Linked DNA regions of Canis lupus: region 1 is linked to region 2. A link is a contact called in public Hi-C data. All regions are on one chromosome and are shown on one strand. Each heading gives the region's core, a stretch centred on a gene start, on an enhancer-like site or on the middle of the called end of the contact. The rest is flanking DNA. Distances are from core to core; before and after follow the strand shown. Region 1 overlaps TEAD1 (transcriptional enhancer factor TEF-1). Region 2 overlaps LOC119877364 (MICAL C-terminal-like protein).

Evidence for each region. A called contact is a pair of places that touch in the nucleus more often than the background predicts.
Region 1: a contact with region 2 is called in a Hi-C map of amygdala, with 4 times the contacts expected there. The contact joins two enhancer-like sites. A contact is called at or near these places in 3 of 9 Hi-C or Micro-C datasets (amygdala, blood and skin fibroblasts).

What each region holds. Positions count from the first base shown.
Region 1 is chr21:36,493,977-36,499,916 of UU_Cfam_GSD_1.0, reverse strand. All of the region lies in intron 8 of TEAD1 (transcriptional enhancer factor TEF-1), which reads right to left. Among named protein-coding and RNA genes, the nearest start is that of RASSF10, 95 kb to the left of the region's middle. Within about 2 kb of position 3,571, at least 2 of the 20 cell types and tissues checked have an H3K27ac peak or open chromatin away from gene starts, as enhancers often do.
Region 2 is chr21:35,952,876-35,958,635 of UU_Cfam_GSD_1.0, reverse strand. All of the region lies in intron 2 of LOC119877364 (MICAL C-terminal-like protein), which reads right to left. Among named protein-coding and RNA genes, the nearest start is that of PARVA, 30 kb to the left of the region's middle. Within about 2 kb of position 2,070, at least 2 of the 20 cell types and tissues checked have an H3K27ac peak or open chromatin away from gene starts, as enhancers often do.

The DNA.
Region 1 (5,940 bases), core at 2,322-4,821, 540 kb before region 2:
AGGCTGGTGACGTGAAACTAAACCCTAACTGTTGGCATCTGGGTGGCTTTATTGCTGCCAAGAGGTGACTTTGTTTCTAAGAATACAAAGGACTAAAGAAGGTATCCTGGAGACCACAGCCGTGAGACAAACCGCCCTTCCTCTCCCCTTAATTCAACCTGGGTAGGTCAGGAATCCCTCTGCCCCCAAAAGCAGAAGACTGAAAAAGCAGAAACCTACCTGAGATGTTTGGGTTCAAGTTTTGATGAAATCAAAGCTCTAAAAAACCACTTGGTAAGGCTCTCACTACTTTCCATCCAGCCAGTTCTCCTTATAAGGGAAGAAGGCCAGCATGAATACCTTAGTTCCCTCTCTCCTTCCCAAATAAATCCCATTTTCTTTTCAGCAGTGGTGGTTTCCCCAAAACCAAAGGGTAATTCTATTTTAAAGAGCAGGAAACAAATATGTGCAAAAACAACATCAACAACTAAAATCCCAAGTATTGGGGGTAATATATAAGCAGAAACAGGGTGAATGTCAAGAAGTTATGTATACTAAAGCCCAAGACTAAATTTTCTTAATGTCCAAAATAGAGGTTAATGTTGGTTTGTCCAATTATTTAAAAAAAAAAAAAAAAAGTCTCCTTAGGCACTCAGGAGATAGACTGATCATTAACATATCAATGACAACAAAAAAAGAGTATTCACTCTGCTTATTTCTTTTATGGATTTCAGTAGAACCAGCTTTCCTAGGACACATTCTATGGTAGGCACAGGGAATGTGTGAGCTAAGAGTACAAAATCCCTCTCTTCATAGAACCTACAGAGTTGACTGTATGGAGTTATTGCCTCTAAGTTGAGAATCCTCTTTGCCTATGTAAATACAGGTTCTCAAGGATTCCCGTAGAGAAGACTGCGAATCAAGACAGTCAACATCCCCTCTCCTGTACATCACTGACTTAAATCAGCATTCATCGGCTCTTTTTATACGAATGGCTGTATTCTCCAGCACTAAACATACAGTGTTATTCAGTGGCAAGGAGAACACACTTGGAGCTCACTTGAAAATACACTTGGAGCTCACTTGAAAATGTGCATAAAGTTTCGCAAGTGGAAACCATGATGAGCACCAAATTACCCATCACATCTAAGAGTAGGATACACTCAAATTTGTAATGTTTCAGAAAATTAACCCTTCTTGCAACTATTCTCATGACAGAGGAGGACGTTTTCACAAAATGAGGGAATAAATTGCAAAAAGGAGATGGGGCCATCATTCAGAAGAGGGAGGAAAGAATGCACCGACCCAGTAGCTGGGCAGCTGACCCGGACAACAGCCAGTCCGGGGTGGATGAAGAGCGGGAGAAGTGTCACCAAAGGGACAACGGACCTGGAAGGTTCCCTGACTAATCTGACCCTCTGGAGAAGAGTTCGAGAACTCTTTTAGGAATGCTGGGGATGAATTTGTTTAGGTATGCAAAAGCTGGATTAAAAAAAAAAAAAGACAGTGAGGAATCCTAGGAAAAACAGTGTTACAAAAATGATTCTAATATGTCACACATTAACCATGCTGCATGTGAAATTTATAGGCCTGTAATACAAACGCTGAGTGTTAAACCAAAAATTTTGACATAACCAACACTGGGATAAGGAGGGAAGAGAACAATGTATTTAGAGAGCTAAGTCCTGGTTTTCCATAGTAAAAAGTCAACAGAAATTGTCTGAAAGTAATGAAGTGTAAGGTATGAACATGTTATTTCGAAATATGGAGAAAATATACAAAGAAATGGCTGAAAGGCTATGAGTAGCTGTCCTCAAGGAGTGGGACTGGGAGGTGGGGAGACAGCTTTTCTTTATAGGCTATGATGACTCTGGTTCAATTTGGCTTAAATACAAAATACACGTTATGACTTTATTGAATTAAATAAATAGCCAACCAAAAACTATCTTGGAACATCTTGGAGGTTTTTGAGCAAAAGAAAGAACTATAAAGGGAAACAAAAATATTAAGAGCTGTGCTTCAGGATGTTTATTCTAGGTGGTCACAAGTTCCCTGGACTCGAAAGGAACTTGGTCAGATCACAGAGCCTTCCTATGGCTTGAACACTCAGGATGACTGAGCAAAAGCTGGGACTCTTGTCTGCCTGCAGGGTTTACCAAAAACACCACTGATGCACCAGCAAAATCCTACCTGGATCAAGACTTGTCCTGCAGCTCAGCAGGCACCTGACACAAGCTTAATACACAGATTTCTCTTTTGACTTGGGGAAAATGCTCATTTTCTCTTTTCATCGCTATAATCCCTTCAGTTATTCTTCACAGCAGTTGCAACCAGGGACAAAGGTGAATGCAATCCTAAAAACTCCACAAAGTTACTTGCAACAGGTTATTTAGCTACCCTGAGGGATTAACAAAGGACTTTTCTTCCTCTCCCAAATCTGTTCTAAGGTCGGCTTCTTTCCCCTCTCTTCCCACCTCCTGTCCCCTCTCTTCTGCTTGGGGAGTCTGGACAGAGGGGTGAGGAGCACTCAAACTCCAGAGTCAGCTAGGGTCCACATGTGAATCCTGACGCAGGTGCCACTTCCTAGTGGGGTCAGTTAAAATGGGCAAGTCCAGCCCTCTGGGGTAGCTTCTACATCCATACTGCAGGAGCAACCACAGAACCTATCTCGAAGGAGTGTCACAAGGATTAAATGAGATAATGTGTGGAAAATATTATTTTATGTTTATGGAAACATTATATGCTGTGCTTGCACATAATTTGTTATTATTACTGCTACTATTGCCCCAAATAATCATGATGTTTCTTTACTTCAGTCATGATAATGTGAAATTAAGATTGTTCCTCTGACAGCAACGAAATGGAAGTACCAAACTTTAGAGCAGAAATTAAGAGAGGAACATTTGAGACGCACAGGGTGATTCCCACTAGCTCCCAAACTGCCTTTAGCTACTGTAATGTAGGGTGGCTGAGGTGGGGGTGATGTGCACCCGGAGCCTGGAACGATCTGGCCCCTGAATTTCCCTCAGACACGGTCAGTGACCCCTCTCTGAAGCGTGCAAAGCCTGTCCTTGAAAGGGCCCATCATCAAGATGAAGCAAACCGGAACGCCACAACTCCCCAAAGCGGCCACTGGGGTTATTTTCTTTCTCTTCCCTTTTTTGAGAGCATTGCTAATAGACTCTATTCCAGAGATCCCTGGTGAGGCAGCTCGCTTTTTTGTGCAAAAGGACAGAGACACCCGACAAATGGGCGGCAGTGGCGCTCCTTCCTCACACGCCCAGAGCTGCACTACACTGTCTGGCATGAAGATGGCGGTCTTCTCCCAGACTTGGTTCAAACATTCCAAGTATTTGAAGAACGCAGTAAAACCTTGAAAAATGACTGCTGTCATATAATACCAAGAGAAAAATTATAATCCACTTAGGAATTTAAAGAAACCAAGACTCATAACTCATGTCAAGGGATGTTAATGTACAAGTTGGAACAGAACAGGGACAAATCACCTACATTTGCTTCCTGCCCCTCTCCTTGCCTGGGCTCCGTCCAGACACCCCCAGGGCAGCCTGGGCAGCCTGTGATAACCCCCGGCCCTGCAGGGACAGGGAGGGGCTGTGGGGCCAAGCCAAGGAGAGTGACCTGCACATTCAGTGCTTGGGGGGAGCCGGGTAGGGGTAGGGGGCGCGTGCGGGGAGGGCCTGGCTGGGCTGGCATCTCAGTAGGGCCTCTCCTCAGCTAACTGCTCCGAGGCACCAGCCCCGATCTGGCTGGTTGGCACCTGGGCACTGCTTCACCCCCTCCCCTGCGCTCTTCTCAGAAACAAACAGCACTGAAAGCAAAGAATAAGGAGCAAGTGAGTCCTTCCTGGCCGGATCTCACACCGCCATGCACCACCTCGCCCCGGCCATCTTCACAGAGGGGCTGCTGTGTTCTCAGGAAGAAGTGTGTCTTCCCGCACGGAGGTGCAGCTGGAAGGGCCCACGGACCGCCTCGTGGGGCAGCAAACGGGGAAGGCAGGCGGGTGGGGTGCTGACCTGCCAAGGAAAGCAGATGGAGCCTGGCTGGGCCTCTGTGAAACGTCCATAAAACCCACATTTCCAGATGCTTTCAATTGCCTCATCCCCCAATGGCAATGAAAAAAAGAGGGTGCGTGCCCAGAGCAGCTCAGACACAGGAGTAAACCACCCACCACTGTGAGAGGGTGCAGCTGGGGCAGCTAGGACAGCTCGGCCGCCAGACGGGACAAAGCGGAGGGGGGGCGGCAGCACACCAGTGAGCCATCCCCCCCACCCCCAAAACCCGGCATCACTGTGTCCTACCAGAAAAACCTGGGGGCAGCATAAACACTGGGCACGGCCAGCCGTCAGAGCAGCTGCAGCCCTTCTCTGAGAACCGGGAAGGTTTGCGCTTTCTGACCGTTATTCCAAGCACGTGGTGCGCTCGCGAACAACACGCGGATTAGAAGCCAGGCTTTGCTGATTCCGAGCTGGGGAGCCTGGGGCAAGTTGCTTAAGCTCTCTGGGTCTTGGCTTCCTCGTCTGAACCCAGGGATGACACCAGGCCTGCTCTTCTCCGGGGGTCACAGTGAAGGTCAAAGGGAAGAGCAAACGCGACAGTCTGTCGGGCCACAGGGTGCTGCACAGGTGCTGGCACGCAGGGCCACTGTTAACGGGAACCCCCCCCCCCCCCATCAGCCATGCACGGGGGCAGCAGCAGGAGCCTCTTTTCTGAAGGGCCAGAAACCAGCTCTGGACAAACAGATGTTTCCCGTGACTACACGACCCCCTTTCTGAGAGGCAGTGCGGCCTCAGTGGCCACCGCAGGGCCTGGAAGCTTCTCCAGAGAGACCTCGTCCTTCTCCACCCTGTCACAACACAGGCAAGGATTCTCTTGGCACTCCGTGGAGTTTTCACCCTGCTTCTGATCTTCTTTTTTTTCTCCAATCTAGTCCCCATACAAACCACCTGCCCTTCATTTTGCCACAGGCCTCATCGATTTTGTATTTCCTTAGAGCCGCGCTGGTCACATTTTCCAAACTAAAACCAGGTTTTGTGATTTAACAAAGGAATTTTCGTTGATCTGTGAATTTAGGCCTTTGAAAGAAGCTATAAAAATATGAAAATTAAATCATTCTTGGGGCCACACTAACCGGATGCCTTCATGGAAAAGAGTAAGGTGATGTGCAGGATGTACCTGCAGAACTACTGTGCCTTCTCCCTCAGAGGCCTGCCATTTATGTCCCCAGAGGGGAGGTGGGGCGGGGGGGGGGTTAGGCATCCTTCTTCTCCGATGACCACTCCACTCCTGGCCCCCTCCGTGTCATGCTGTGAGGGAATCCATGAGAGAGCACTTGGTGCAGATCTCCCTAAATGGTGATTAATGCTGCTCCCCTCGAACTCCTCAAATCATGGGCTTTGGATTCAAACTTCAAATCTCCACCCTGCCATCTATGAGATGATTCCTGAGCCATCTATGAGCGGATTCCTGAGCCGCTCTGTTTCAAATACCCATTTCAGCAAGTTTATTTTTGACAAGAGGCAAGGGCATTATCACACAGGGAGTTCTTAGCAATCCTGCCTCCTTCTCTATTACATGGCTCTTCAAATTTCAGCACCATCCCTGGTCTCAAAAACACAGTCATCTCCACTACGCTCTTCCTCCCATAGCTAATTGGTCCCCCAAAGCCTTTTAGTTTTATCAGCATGATCTCTCTCCCCTCCGACATTCCTTATTTTCTGTTCCCCTTGGGCACGGCCAGGCCGCTGCCCTGGTTTGGTTCTTGCCACCCAATACCTGGACCGGAGTGTCACTTCCCTACCCCAGCCACTCTCTAACCTGCTGCCACTGTCATCTTCCCAAAACACACATCGGACCACATCTTTTCCTTCAAAAGAGGAGGTAGGAGAATATATACTCACATTATGCTGTATATGTATTAAAATATCTGGAAAGATTCACAAG
Region 2 (5,760 bases), core at 821-3,320:
GACTCCAATTGAACATATGCCACACCTTTTCGTATTATCTTCTATGTCCACAAACCATGCTTTCATATTTCCCATCTCCTTCGCTCTCTGTGCTGCATTGTGGCTCATTTCCTCAGATATACTGTCCAGTTCACTAATTCTCTCTACTGTTGTGTCCAAGCTGCCATTTAGCACATTCATTGAGTTTTTCATTTCAATGAATATATTTTTCAATTTCAGACTCTCCATTTATTTATTTATTTTTAATAGACCCTAAAAAAAATCCCTGGCCATTTTCTCAACTTTTTATTTGAAAAAACATAAACCTTAAGGATATAGCATTATATTTAGCTGTTATGTTTCTTTAATCTCTTATCTAGAACAGTCCCTAGATTCCTTCCCCACCTTTGTTTTCTTATAGCATTGACAATTGTCAGTTATTTTGCAGATTGTTTCTTAGTTTGTAATTGTCTGATTATATCCTTCTGGTTAAATTCAGGTTAAGCATTTCTGCTGCATAATGATGATATGTCTTTCTTGGTAGGTCATAGCAAGAGGCTCACAATGTTGACTGTGGTTACAGCTGGATAAAGTGAAGGTGGGATTGCCTGTTCTCGTTTGTAGTATTTTTTTCTGCTTGCTCCTTTTCGTGTGTAATCTATTTCTGTAAATGTTTGACACATAAGACACAGCATATTCTGTACTTAATAAAGTTGAAGATCTTGGCCATTAAATTTGTTGTGTTTAATATATATATATTATATATATATTAGGAGCTAGGAGCCTGATGTGGGGCTCAATTTCAGGACCTCAAGATCATGACCTGAGCTAAAGGCAGATGCTTAACCAACTGAGCCAGCCAGGAGCCCTAAATTTGTTGTCTTTGCCATTCTTAGTGGCTTACTTCCTTGTGTTTTGTGTGATTATTTATTATTATCATCTCATAGTTTATCAAACTTAATTTGTCTGAATCCTGAGAGCAAAAACTAAAGCATAGTTTCTTTCAGAGGATCTATACTTGATTTTCAGAGAGCTAAAAGAACTGATGTAGTGGGGGACTCTCAAGGTTAGCTTCCCTATTTTTTGTTAGTTTCAAGGCTTAAACTTTAAAACTACTGATATTTATCCTCAAGGCAACCCTGGATTTCTTTTTTATGCTTGCTTCTTTCCTGGCACACGTAAGTTTCAGCATACTTTTCTTCTTTTCTTCCTTCTCCTTCTTGGCCCTGAGAGGCTTACCTCACTTACTTAAGAGCCAAGCAATATTTTTAAAAGTATACTTGTTGTAGTGGATAGGCTCTTATAGTATCTAGTCCATCATTCTGCTGCTCCCTGCTTCTTGGGAACTGCATTCTGTATTTCTCGCTGAGTTGGTCATTTGGTAATCTAGTTTCAAATATTTTTCTGGGTAAAAATCATTAGGACCATATTTTCTAAATCTGAAGTTTGCAAAAATTAACCTAATAGGTCATAACAAACACTAAAAATGAGACAGAATGGAAAGTACTAGTCTTTTACATGTATCAAAATTCAGTATTATCTCTTGATGAATTTTATTCAATTATGTATTTATATGTACTAACTTGTAACATAAAATGCATGTCTTGCTGCTGTCATGGTGTTTTTTTGTGTAAAGCTATGCCCTAGGGCACATAACTCTGAGACCTTGATGTCCCTAGAATCCATGGAGTGGAGAGAACTCAAGGCTTCTTTAGGATGACAATCCCAGGCTCACTCTCACTGGGCCCATCTTTGTTGTTAGGCCACTGACTTTCTATAGGGTGGCCACTGAGGCTGGAGTCAGAGGTGAACACATAATCAACAGATGATTACTATTTGTTGTATAATGCAATCTGCAGTAGACCCTATGCATTCCTGGATATCTTATGCTGAGTGTGCCAAACTGCAAGGCCTAACCATCCTCCAACCCCAAGTCATTCCTGCAATCAGCCAAGTAGACGATTCCGAGAAGTAGGTCAGGATGCCACAGTGTGACTACTGTATAACTACTTGCTTCTGGGGAGAGGGCTGGCTTGTTCAGTGCTTGTTGTAAAGGCTGCCAAGTACCTTGCCCTGAGCTCCTGTGCTGTGGCACAATCTTCTGTGTGCACAGCTGCCATCTGGGCCTACTGGGTCACACTGAAGTGCTTGGGTACAGGGCAACTTGTACCATGCTATGTTCCTGCTGTTTGCTGGACTCTACGTAAAAAAACTCCTGTCCTCTGATGCCCTGAATTTCACTGTTTACTTTTAGTTCATAGAATTGTGGCAAACTCATCCAAATCCCTAGCTTGCTTAGCCATCAACTTTGCAATCTTGTTATTCCTGGCCATTACCTATGAATGGCATTGGGATTCAAACTCACAAGTGTCTGATTCCAGTATCTGTGTTCTTTTCAGGATACCTCATTGTTACATTATCAAGGGAAATATTATTTCTTTTGTTTGTCAGCAGCCAATAAGATAAAAACCACAGAGTGTAAGCCAAACTACTTCCCTCTTCCTGGCTAGGGTTTCATTGTGGTTTCTCTCATGATAACATGTGCTCCTGCTGCCACCTACTGGAAGCCTGGCACATCCTGCTATTTCTTTGTAAACTCCATCTTTGCAAAGGAGGAACCATCTGGCTCTCAAAAAACCTTACAAACAAACAAACAAACAAACAAACAAACAAACAAACAAACAAACTCAATGAAGACAACCAGCTGGTAAACCTTACCCCAAAGTTGGTAAAGCTATAAGGGAAAAGTAATTCCCGTATGCCGCCCCTAGGGACAAATCTTTTCTCCTTCCAAGGTGCTCTCAGTTTCTATCAGATTTCACCTGCCTCCAGCTGTTGAAGGAAAGCACAGATTGTGTTATCCACACCATCTAAATTTGAATGGCGGTCTCTTGCAAAATTGGGGAATTCCATGGCTCTAGCACTTAACACTGACCACCACATTGATAACAAAGCAGTAGGTAACAGTGTCTTGACCAAGAGGCGTCTAAGTGGCTGGCAAAGCTTGGCTTATCTCTTCATAGAGAGGTGGGGCCCAGGGTAATCAGACCCCTGCACATCCTGGTCCTTTACTCTGGGCAGTTGGAACTACCAGAGGAATCCATTCCCTTTTTCTAAGGACATCCATCCATAACACTTCTGCCCACCTCCCAACACACACCCTAAAGGACATCGTGACTTGTAATCTAGGGTGGGTTGTTAGATTTTTGTTTTTCTTTGTTTCCCTTTCCTTGACAAAATGGAGAACAACTCTTCCTGGGGGTAGGGGAGCTTATTTCTGACTGTTGGAAAGAAAGAAGAAATTGTTGTCACGACAATTAGGAGCTCATCAAAGCTTCATTTTGCTCATCAGCCATCATTGCCCTCCATCCTGCACCCCCGCATGTTCCTCTAATTCAATGCCCGCCTAATGAATAACTCCTAGGAACAAAAGAGCCTTTCAGGCTGGCGCATGTAATTATTAGAGGAGCCTTGCATAACTGTCACAGACTACTCATGTTTTCAGGCCTGTCTCTAAATTTGGTTATTCACAACCTTTATAGCTCAATATTATTGCCTAACTGTGATCATTTTCTAATTATCCTAATAATACCTATTAAATAATTCCCATTAAATCACTTGAACCAGAGCAGCACAGGCCAGCTCAAATACAACTTAACCTAATAAGCATCGGTCATTCATTAAGCACCAGGGCCATCTTTTAAAGGGGCTGAATAGAATATTAAACTGCAAGGGAATATTATTATTGCACAAATGTTATTACAAGTTGGAGTGTATTAATTTCGATGCCTGGTTTGCACATCTTCCATTTGGTCTCCTTTGGGGCCCATTCTCCTTGACTCTTCCAGGCTCCAGCCTCATGTTGAGCTGCATCTGTCACCCACGCAAGGACAACCAAGGCGAGGGAAAGGCCCATAGACTGAACAGGGGAATTGAATTACTAAGGATGTGAAGGGAATGAAGGGAATCCATCTTCTGGCTGGATCGACACACCTTTGAAAACACAAGCTGGCTTTCTTTAGCTGATCCTTCAAAATAGCCTTTCTTTATACTTGGGGGAGAAGGAGATTTTCAGAAGCTTTAAAAATATGGTTTCTAGAATTTAAATGTCAAGCAGTGAAGACTAGCGAGTCAATTCTTTCACAGTGTATGTGTGTGGATATTTAATAATACTTTGTAAGAACGATATCAGGTGGCATTGGTGCGACGCCTGCTAGGCAGTAGACACTCTGGTAGACACTTTGCCCACCAACGCCCTTAATTCTAAAACGACCTGGTAATGTGAGGATCATTAGCTCCATTTTTCATATAAGGAATCTGCAGGCTGAGAGGTTAAGTGATTCTCCTGGGGTCACACAGCCTAAATGCAATGGAGCAGAATTTGAACACGGGGCTCTCTGATACCTGTTATTTGACTTTCCACACCACAACACCTTCCCTCCCCAGGAAACTGAAACAGGCCCTAGCTTTGTTGGCATGTTGATCCTTTTCATTCTTAAGGCTCTCACTGAAATCTGTGGCTTCCCAGAGCCCAGTGCAGAGCCTTCTGGCTGGGGAATATGGCTGTACATCCAACAGGAGCGGCTCACTGTACCGAGAGTTCCGGCAATGGCTGTAGGGACAGGCCAGGACTCTCACTCCAAGCAGGAAACAGTTATTATTTTGCAATGAGGTCTATTCCTGATAGGTGGATCTGGGTTATCTTTGCAAGGAAATGCACGATGTACTTTAGTAAGAAAAGGAACAAACACTTACTGTCTATCCCATGCCAGGTACTATGCTAGGGCTTCCACACAAATTGTTTTGGCCAACGCTCACCACAAGTCCCAGAAACAGGTATGAGGAGCCCTCCCACTTTACAAACCAGAACCGAGGCTCAGAGGGATAAAGTCAGACTCCAACATTTCCCTGAGACTCCGAAACAGGGTAACCACGCAGCTGGTGAAGCTTGCACCCCAGCGCCCCTCCCTGGGTCGAGGCCTTGCAAGGCTCTGGAAACACCCCTCAAGACTTTGTCTGCGTGACTTTGCACAGGCTTCCGGCCTCACAAATCTAGGTCTGCCCCTGCTGGTGTCATCACTCTCAGAACTGAACTCTTAAGGGAATCGAAATCCTAACCTTCCTCTATGTTGGCGAACAAATAGCATACTGTTTATGCAACTGCACGCAGAGATAGGTTTTCAGTGTCTGGTTTTTCACAGGTTATATCCAAAATGCAGAAGGCTAGAGACATCACATCCGAAAACCTAAAGAGACAATACCACCCCTCATCCGCTAACTCTAAGGGGCCTTCCAATTCACCAGGCGTAAACTAGTGCTGAAGCAGCTTCCAAAAAATGTGGGTTTCTTTAGGCCAGCCCTCACCTTGAATCCTTTGCTGGCTCCTTGTTCACTGAGGCATTTCACATTTTTTTTTTTTCACATTTAGCCTTTGCAGGTGCCATTCCCTCTTCCAGAACAATCTCCTCACTTCCTAAGTAAATAGGTGAACTCCTACTCCTTCTGTGGTTCCCATTATAATGGGTTGCCCCTTCCAGGTGCTTAGCCTGAGCCCCTTCTCCCAAGATCAGTGAGGAACCTCATGACTATGCTCCCGTGCCCCCCTTCCCAAATGCTTTTTCCTATCATAGCACTTATCCTCCTGCGGTGCGGCTTATTTACTTACAGGTCTGCATCCTTCAATGGACCATGAACCCCTCAAAGGCAGAAACTGTGCCATACTCATCACTATAGACTCACCCTCTGCATGATTCCCACGTGGCAGGTCTTCACCAGAGGACT